Regions from separate parts of the Macaca mulatta genome. Here region 1 is linked to region 2. The links are chromatin contacts, called in public Hi-C maps. All regions are on one chromosome and are shown on one strand. The core of a region is the stretch at or near the end of the contact, and the rest is flanking DNA. Distances in the headings are between cores, read along the strand shown.

Region 1 (3,549 bases), core at 458-2,957, 50 kb after region 2:
GGGAAGAGGGAGGAGGAAGGAAGGCAGCTCTGAGAGGCAACAGAGGGCAAGCGGAGGTAGAGAAAGGGGACCAAAGCGGCGAGATCCCAGCCTGGGCCCCTGAGGAGCTTCTGCAGAAAGGACTCGGGGGCTGTCCCCACCGTTCCCCGGGAGACGTTTGCAAATCATATATGCAGCCAAAATGGCGCTGAGAATAAAAATATAATTTAAAGGCAGGTCGCCATATTGTAAACAGAGAGGCAAGGAAGAGGCGGACTCGAGAGACACCCTCCATGATTTCTTCTACAGCCACAAGCGCCCGGTTGCCGGGGTCTGGACCACTGCAATTCAGGTGGCCGAGGGCTCTACGCACCCACCCCAAGGAGAGCCCGGCCGGGCAGGAGCCCCGAGGGCAGCGGGCGCGCGGGCAGGCAAGCGGCGCTGGGCCCGGAGCTCCTCCCCTTCCTCCCCCGCCACTGCCGGCTGTCCCCGGCCGGCTCTGTCCCGGCTCCCCAGCGACTTCCAATCCCATATGGGGTTCTCTTCACTCCTCCCAACCCCCACCTCGGGGTCCGGACCCACCGCTGCTCCTCCCCCCTAAACTGCCAGAACCCGGCGGACACCTGGGGGCGGGGAGGTGCTCGCCCGGGCAGCTGCAGAAAGTCAGCTAGCGGCTGCAAGCGCCCGTTATTTCGGCAGGCAGGGGCAGGCCGGGTGAAGGAATGCGCAGAGAAGGGTCCCCGGACCTTACCAGCACTGGAGGTGGAAGGCAGCCGGGCAGTGGTCGCAGCACAGGAGATCTCCACCTTCCTTGCAGCTATCACAGCTGTCGTGGTTGGTGGCCCTGCCGCTTCTCCGGGGCTCCTTCTCAGGCTTCCGACTCCGCTTTTCTGCCTCGTCCGTCTTGGGGGGGGCCAGCAGAGCTTGGATTTGCTGCACACACATACAAACGGCGTGTGTGCACACTCGGAGCTCCCGGGCGGTCCGTCGCCCCCCCGGCGCGGCTTCTCCGTCACCCACCCCTCTCCCCCCTTTTGTCCTTCTTCCTCCCATCCAGGCTGCTCCCAGAACCTCTCAGCCCCCGGAACCAGGGGGAGCCCACCCTAACCGCGTTCCTGCAGCACAAGAACGAGAACAGCTTCTTCCAAATGGGGAGGATCAAGGGTAGGGGGATGGGAAGAGGGTGCGCGGTTCCCTTCTTGGCCACTTCCTTGTATGGACAGTGGGGGACTCCAAAGCCTGGCTCTGGAGAGGCCCGAAGCCCGGTACCCGGACGTGCTGGGGGAAGCACAAAGGGGCCAACAAGAAGGGGGTGGGGAGGCCTGCCGGTGCAACGAGATGGAGTGGGCTGGCGCCTGGGGAGAGCGAATCGAGGGCGGCGGGTAGGTGAAACTGCTGCAAACGTCCTCGGAGGCTGAGCTCAGCCCCCTAAATTGCAAAGAGGGGAGGGAGAGGCTAAGTGAGGAAGAATCCCCCTCCCTCGGTTCTCTGGGCGCTTCGAGTTTAGGACCGGCTTTGTGGGGCGGAGGGCGGAGGTTCCCTCCCGGCGCTGGGGGAAGGGGATGAGGAGGGCCACTCTTACCTCCATCAGCCCCCCTGATGTGTCCAAGTCGTACACGATCGTCTTGGTCTCCATTTTCTCCCACATTCATCCACCTCCCGGGCTGGGTGCTCTCTGCTCCGGCCCCCCCAACCCCGGGGGGAGGGGGGAGGTGGGGGTAGGGGGCGCTCCTGACCCCGGTCCCGCTTCTTTTTTCCCAACACGGGTCCCGACTTCCTCGCCCTGGCTCCCCCCCACCCCCCGGCCCCCAGTCCCCGGGACGACAGCGTCCTCCCGACGGGCCGCGAGGGGGGAGCAGCCCCTCAGTCCCGGCCCGGCTGCTGGCTGCACAGTGGGTCCTGGCTCCAGGGGTCAGGCCTCGGCAGGGCCTAGTCCCACAGGCTAAAGCCGGCACTGGCGACCGCCGGTCCGGCCGGGAAGGCTGGCGGGCGCTGCCATCCCGGGGCTGGGGGTATCGGACGGGGGGGGGTAAGAGGTTAGGTGAGGTTGTGGTACGTGAGGTGACTGGGGGGAGGGTGATGGGGGGTGGTCCCCGGGCTCCGCCTCTCGCCGCCGCCGCCGTCTGCGTCCCGGCTGCCGCGCACTTGGCGCAAACTTACCGCGAGCGCCCGCAAAGCCACCCGCGCAGGCGCCCCGGGATCGGCGCTCGCCGCGCGCAACCGCAGTGACAGCCGGCGGCCTGGCTCCCGCGCAGCCGCGGTGAGGGAGTACCCCCCAGCGCGCAGCCGCGCTGGCATTCGTCTGGAGGACCGAAGCCCCACCTTTCTGCCGTGCGCCAGCGCACTGAGACAAAAGGGCGGGACCTGAGGGCTCGCGCAGGCGCTTGGGAAAGCTTGTAGGGGTCAAGGCGCAGCCGCAGGAAGCCAGGGACTCTTCATCCATTGGTGTTTGTGTGCAAACTAAGAAGACTCCGTCCTGCGCAGGCGTGTTGGGAGTGCTCCCCTCCCACTCCGTAACACAGAAGCCTCCCGCGCAGGCGTATTGTCTTCCGCAGGCCCTCACAAGAAGGCTGCTACTTTCGCCATTTTGGTAATGGGATATGGGCTATCATGCCCTTGGAGTCCTCAGGCATGAACAGAAAGGAACAAGGTGTGGTGTTGGATGGAGCTGGTCGCCTGTCGGTGACAGCAGTGTTCCTAGGGATGTTGTACTGGACTGTTCGGTTCTAGCATCAGGTGTGGCTGGACCAGGCCACCATATTGGTAAAGAGAAAAGCCATTTGCGACAGAAAATGACGCTTTTGGTGGCGTGTTGGATGACTGTGGTTCCTAATTCTCTCCCGTCCTGACAGTTAATTTTATCAGTTAATTGTATCCTGAGCATCCCTGCCTTGCGTGGTGGTGGCACTGTGGAGAGTTCCGCCTGCCCGTTACCACCCTCTCTTCACCACTGTCCCTGAGATCTGCTCTTCAAGAGGAAGCCTAAAGCGGAGAGTTTGTAATCCTGACAACGCCCAGCTACCTGCGTACCCCGGACTCCAACTCCCAGATTGCAATGCCAAAGGGTCTAAAGGGCGAACGGGGGGGGGGGGCGGTCCATTGCACCCTGGGAGCAAGAATCGCGATAGGGCTGATGGATTGTGGGAGCTGTAGTTCCATGTGCGTGCGATGCACTCTATGGTAGGATAGACCCAGGGAAGAGTCATTTGCCGGCCAGGAAGGGATACTTTTGAGAGCGTCAGTGCTGCATGCCGGGATTTGTAGTCTGAGGGCCCGCCTCACGTTCTGGGCGGGGATTCATGCTCCTTTTCAGGGCGCCAGCTCCTCCCCTTGGTATCGCCGTCAGAGATGGGCGGTTATTGCTGCCTGAGGGTGGATGAAGCAGTGGAGAAGAGAACTGCATCGTTGTGCTTGACACTAAGGGTTTAGTTGGAGTTGTTGCTTCGTAACTGTGCTCGGCCCACTTTTTAAAATTTTTATTATTTATTTATTTTTTTTTGAGACGGAGTCTCACTCTGTCGCCCAGGCTGGAGTGCAGTGGCCGGATCTCAGCTCACTGCAAGCTCCGCC
Region 2 (3,495 bases), core at 805-3,304:
CCAGTGCCCTCAAGCTGGTTGGCAAGCTCCCGGGCAAACAGTACATTAGCCAGCTTAGTGTCAGCATATGCCCGCAGCTCCTGCCGCCAGCCCACCACTGGGCGGTCCAGGCGTTTGAAGTCGAGACGTCCCCGACAGTGGGCAGCTGAGGCTACCACCACCACGCGGCTAGGGGCACATGCCTTCAGGCAAGGCAGCAGCAGATGTGTCAGCAGAAAGGGACCGATGTGGTTCACCCGAAGCAGCAGGTTAAACGCCTCGCGGGTCCGGCCACAGGAACTGATCCCTGGGGCAGAGGCTAGATGTAAGTGGCTGCTCCAGAAGGAGCTCTGCAGCCTTGGCATCCCTATCTATGAGATGGGAGTAGGGGGCATCCTTCCCATGTGTCCACTGGCCCCAGCAGGGCTTCCGCTGGAGGGGGCAGCTGCCCCTGGCCACCCGCCACCCCCCACCCCACAGGGACTGCTGCCCCTCACCGGCATTGTGGATGAGGATGTCCAACCGTGGCTCAGAGCTCAGGAAGGCAGTGGCAAAGGCCCGCACCGAGGCCAGATTGGCCAAGTCCAAGGCCATGAAGATGACCTCATTGTTCCCACTCTCCTGTGGAGCGGCAAGGGCTGGGCTTGTCACCAGGCATCTTTCTCCTCTTCCCTCTCTCCCCAGGAACCAAATTCTGAGAGTTCATCTCCTACTGTTTAATAAAATCTGCCCCTACGTCTTAGAGTTTACTAGATGTGTGTGGATTCAAATCCTGACTTTGCCTTTTACTAGAGTGTGACCTTGGGCAAGATACTTAATCTCTTTGGGCCTCAGTTCTCTCACTGCATAAAGGGAATAATAATAACAGTACCAATCTCACCCAGCTGTTGTGAGAATGAAAGGAGTTAACATGTGTAAAATACACTCCAGCAGCACTGGGTAGGTACTTGCTATTATTATCACCTCCTTTCCCCATTACCATTTACCCAAAATCTGTAACAGACTTCTCACTGGTCTCCTCTCGCCCGCTCTTGCCCCTCCACTCCAAGCACCACGCAGCCACAAAGGGGTTCCTTCCAAAGGCTATTCTGACAGTCCGGAGCCTACTGAGGGCCGTTTATGGTCTCCAGTGGTCTGTGCTGCCCAATCTATAAAATCCAAGCTTCTCAATAGGCTCTAGAAGGTCCTCTAGCCCCCTCATTTGCCCATCTTCCTCATACTTTGTGCTTCAGCCTCATTAAATCTTTTTCTCAGTTTTTCAGATCAGTCCAGCTCTCTTGCTTACTGAGGGCCTTTGCTTATGCTGTGCCCTCTGCTGTTGCCTTTCCTACTAATCATTAACCCAACTTCTACTGATGCTTAAACGTCTCAGAACTGCAATTACGGCCTTCAGGAAGCCCCTCCCCCACTCGGCTCTGGTGCGCCTTCCTCGGGTGACCCCGGCGCTCCGTGCACTCCCTCTTCGCGCTCAGCCGCCCGCGCCGCACTCTCCTCCCTGGACCCGGATCCTCCGCAGCCCCTTTGCTGGCTTCTCTGTGTCCCGGCGGGTTCTCGGCTCACGGTCCCACGCGCCCCCGCTGCCTCTCACCTGGCGGAGGTCGAAGGCAGCCGCCTCCCCGCGCTCCCGGCTGCGGCAGGCCAGCACCACGCGCGCTCCCCGGCGCGCCAGCTCCAGCGCCGTCATCTTCCCGATGCCGCTGTTAGCGCCTGCGGACCGCAGGCGCGAGCCGAGCTGAGCCGAGCCTGGCGGGCTGCTGCTACCGCCGGCCCGGCCTCCCCTCCGCGCGCCCCGCCAGCTCGCACTCACCCGCCTCCGCACTCACCAGTGACCACGGCCGTGCGACCCCGCAGGTTGCCGATGCCGCCGCACGGCGGGGCCTTCACCAGGTTGTAGTAGACAAGCACGTAAGCGCCCAGCAGCAACCCCGTGCCCAGCAGCAGCGCCTCCATGCCGGCCGCGCCTCCCGGCTCCCGCCCAGGCCCCGCGCCGGCCTGGATCGCCGCCAGGCGGCTGCCGATCCGCCCCGCACAGGCCTGGAACGGCGCCGGGGCGCGTCAGCCTCCGAAGGCGGAGGCTGGTAGGAGGCTGGGCAGGGGTGTGTGTGCGTGCGGGTGCTCGCCGGCCCTGCGAGCGCCCCCTAGGCGTGCGTCGGTGTCCTGGGGGCGTGTGCCTCCGTGGACACCTTTGAGGTGCGTGTGTGCACTTGGGCCCTGGGAGCGCCCCCTAGGTGTGTGCCTGTGTGAACACCTGGGTGTCAGTGTCCACGGACACCCTGGGAGTGCATGCTAGGTATGTGCATGCATCTACAACGCTTGTATGTGAATGACCTCCGGGTGTGTATGTGCCCATGGTCCCTAGGATCACCCTTCGGGTTGTGTGCGTGCCTCTCGATCCTGTGAGACCATGTAAACACCTTGTAGGTGTTTGTGTGCATTCCGTCAGAGTCCCTCCAGGTATGTGCCTGCATCTGTAGTCTCTGCCAATGCATGTGCTTGAATATCTCCATATGTTTACTCGAGGTGTATGTAGCATGGTCCCTCCCGTCTGAAGTCAGGTGTGTACATGAATATACGTGTGTCTTTGAGTCTAGTCCTAGATGCTTTTCCCTCTAGGAACAAATCCTTTTCTTTCTTCCCTTCCTTCCTTTTTTTTTTTTTTTTTTTTTTTTTTGAGAGGGAGTCTCCCTCTGTTGCCCAGGCTGGAATGCAATGGCGCCCTCTCGCCTCACTGCAACCTCTGCCTACCGGGTTCAAGTGATTCTCCTGCCTCAGCCTTCTGAGTAGCTGGGATTACGGGTCCCTGCCACCACACCCGGCTAATTTTTGTATTTTTAGTAGAGAGGGGTTTTTGCCATGTTGGCCAGGCTGGTCTCGAACTCCTGACCTCAGGTGATCCGCCTGCCTCAGCAGCCTCACAAGGTGCTGGGATTATAGGCGTGAGCCACCATGTCCAGCTGTCTTTTTTTTTTTTTTTTTTTTTTTTTGTGATGGAGTTTTGCTCTTGTTGCCCAGGCTGGAATGCAGTGGCATGATCTCGGCTCACTGCAACATCCGCCTCCTGGGTTCAAGCAATTCTTCTGCCTCGGACTCTAGGGTAGCTAGGATTACAGGTGTGTGACACCACACCTGGCTAATTTTTGTATTTTAGTGGAGATGGGTTTTCACTGTGTTGGCCAGGTTGGTCTCAAACTTCTGAACTTGTGACCCACCTGCCTCAGCCTCTCAAAGTGCTGGGATTACAGGTGTCAGCCTCTGCACTGGGCCAAATCCTTCAATTTTTTATCTTCACATCCAGCCCCCAGCTTCTAGGATTCTTCCCTGTTCTCCCCACACAGGCTAGAGGGGATACTGTTCAAGGTGGCACAGGCAGTTAAGGGGTGTCAGAATTCACTCCTTCATTCCCGCTCTGTATCTCCCTACCTCAGCCCCACTAGTGCCTTCCATGGCTGAAGGGAAGCCGGAAGAGATAGACAGTAAAATCTATTATTGCCTTTCAGGAGGAAATTTGCCTTTGGA

The links. A called contact is a pair of places that touch in the nucleus more often than the background predicts.
Region 1: a contact with region 2 is called in a Hi-C map of CD4 T cells, with 4 times the contacts expected there. The contact joins the promoter of PHF12 here to the promoter of DHRS13 in region 2. A contact is called at or near these places in 5 of 14 Hi-C or Micro-C datasets (CD4 T cells, blood, cortical neurons and 2 more).

Annotation. Positions count from the first base shown.
Region 1 is chr16:37,673,468-37,677,016 of T2T-MMU8v2.0, forward strand. PHF12 (PHD finger protein 12) reads right to left here and starts at 1,708. Exons shown (of 15, transcript NM_001266285.1): 1 at 1,562-1,708; 2 at 731-912. The coding sequence starts at 1,627. It overlaps LOC144335396 (a long non-coding RNA gene), which reads left to right and starts at 1,202. Exons shown (of 4, transcript XR_013406245.1): 1 at 1,202-1,361.
Region 2 is chr16:37,623,512-37,627,006 of T2T-MMU8v2.0, forward strand. It overlaps DHRS13 (dehydrogenase/reductase 13), which reads right to left and starts at 2,055. Exons shown (of 5, transcript NM_001194463.1): 1 at 1,803-2,055; 2 at 1,568-1,686; 3 at 477-600; 4 at 1-286. The coding sequence starts at 1,929. All of the region lies in intron 1 of LOC144335398 (a long non-coding RNA gene), which reads left to right.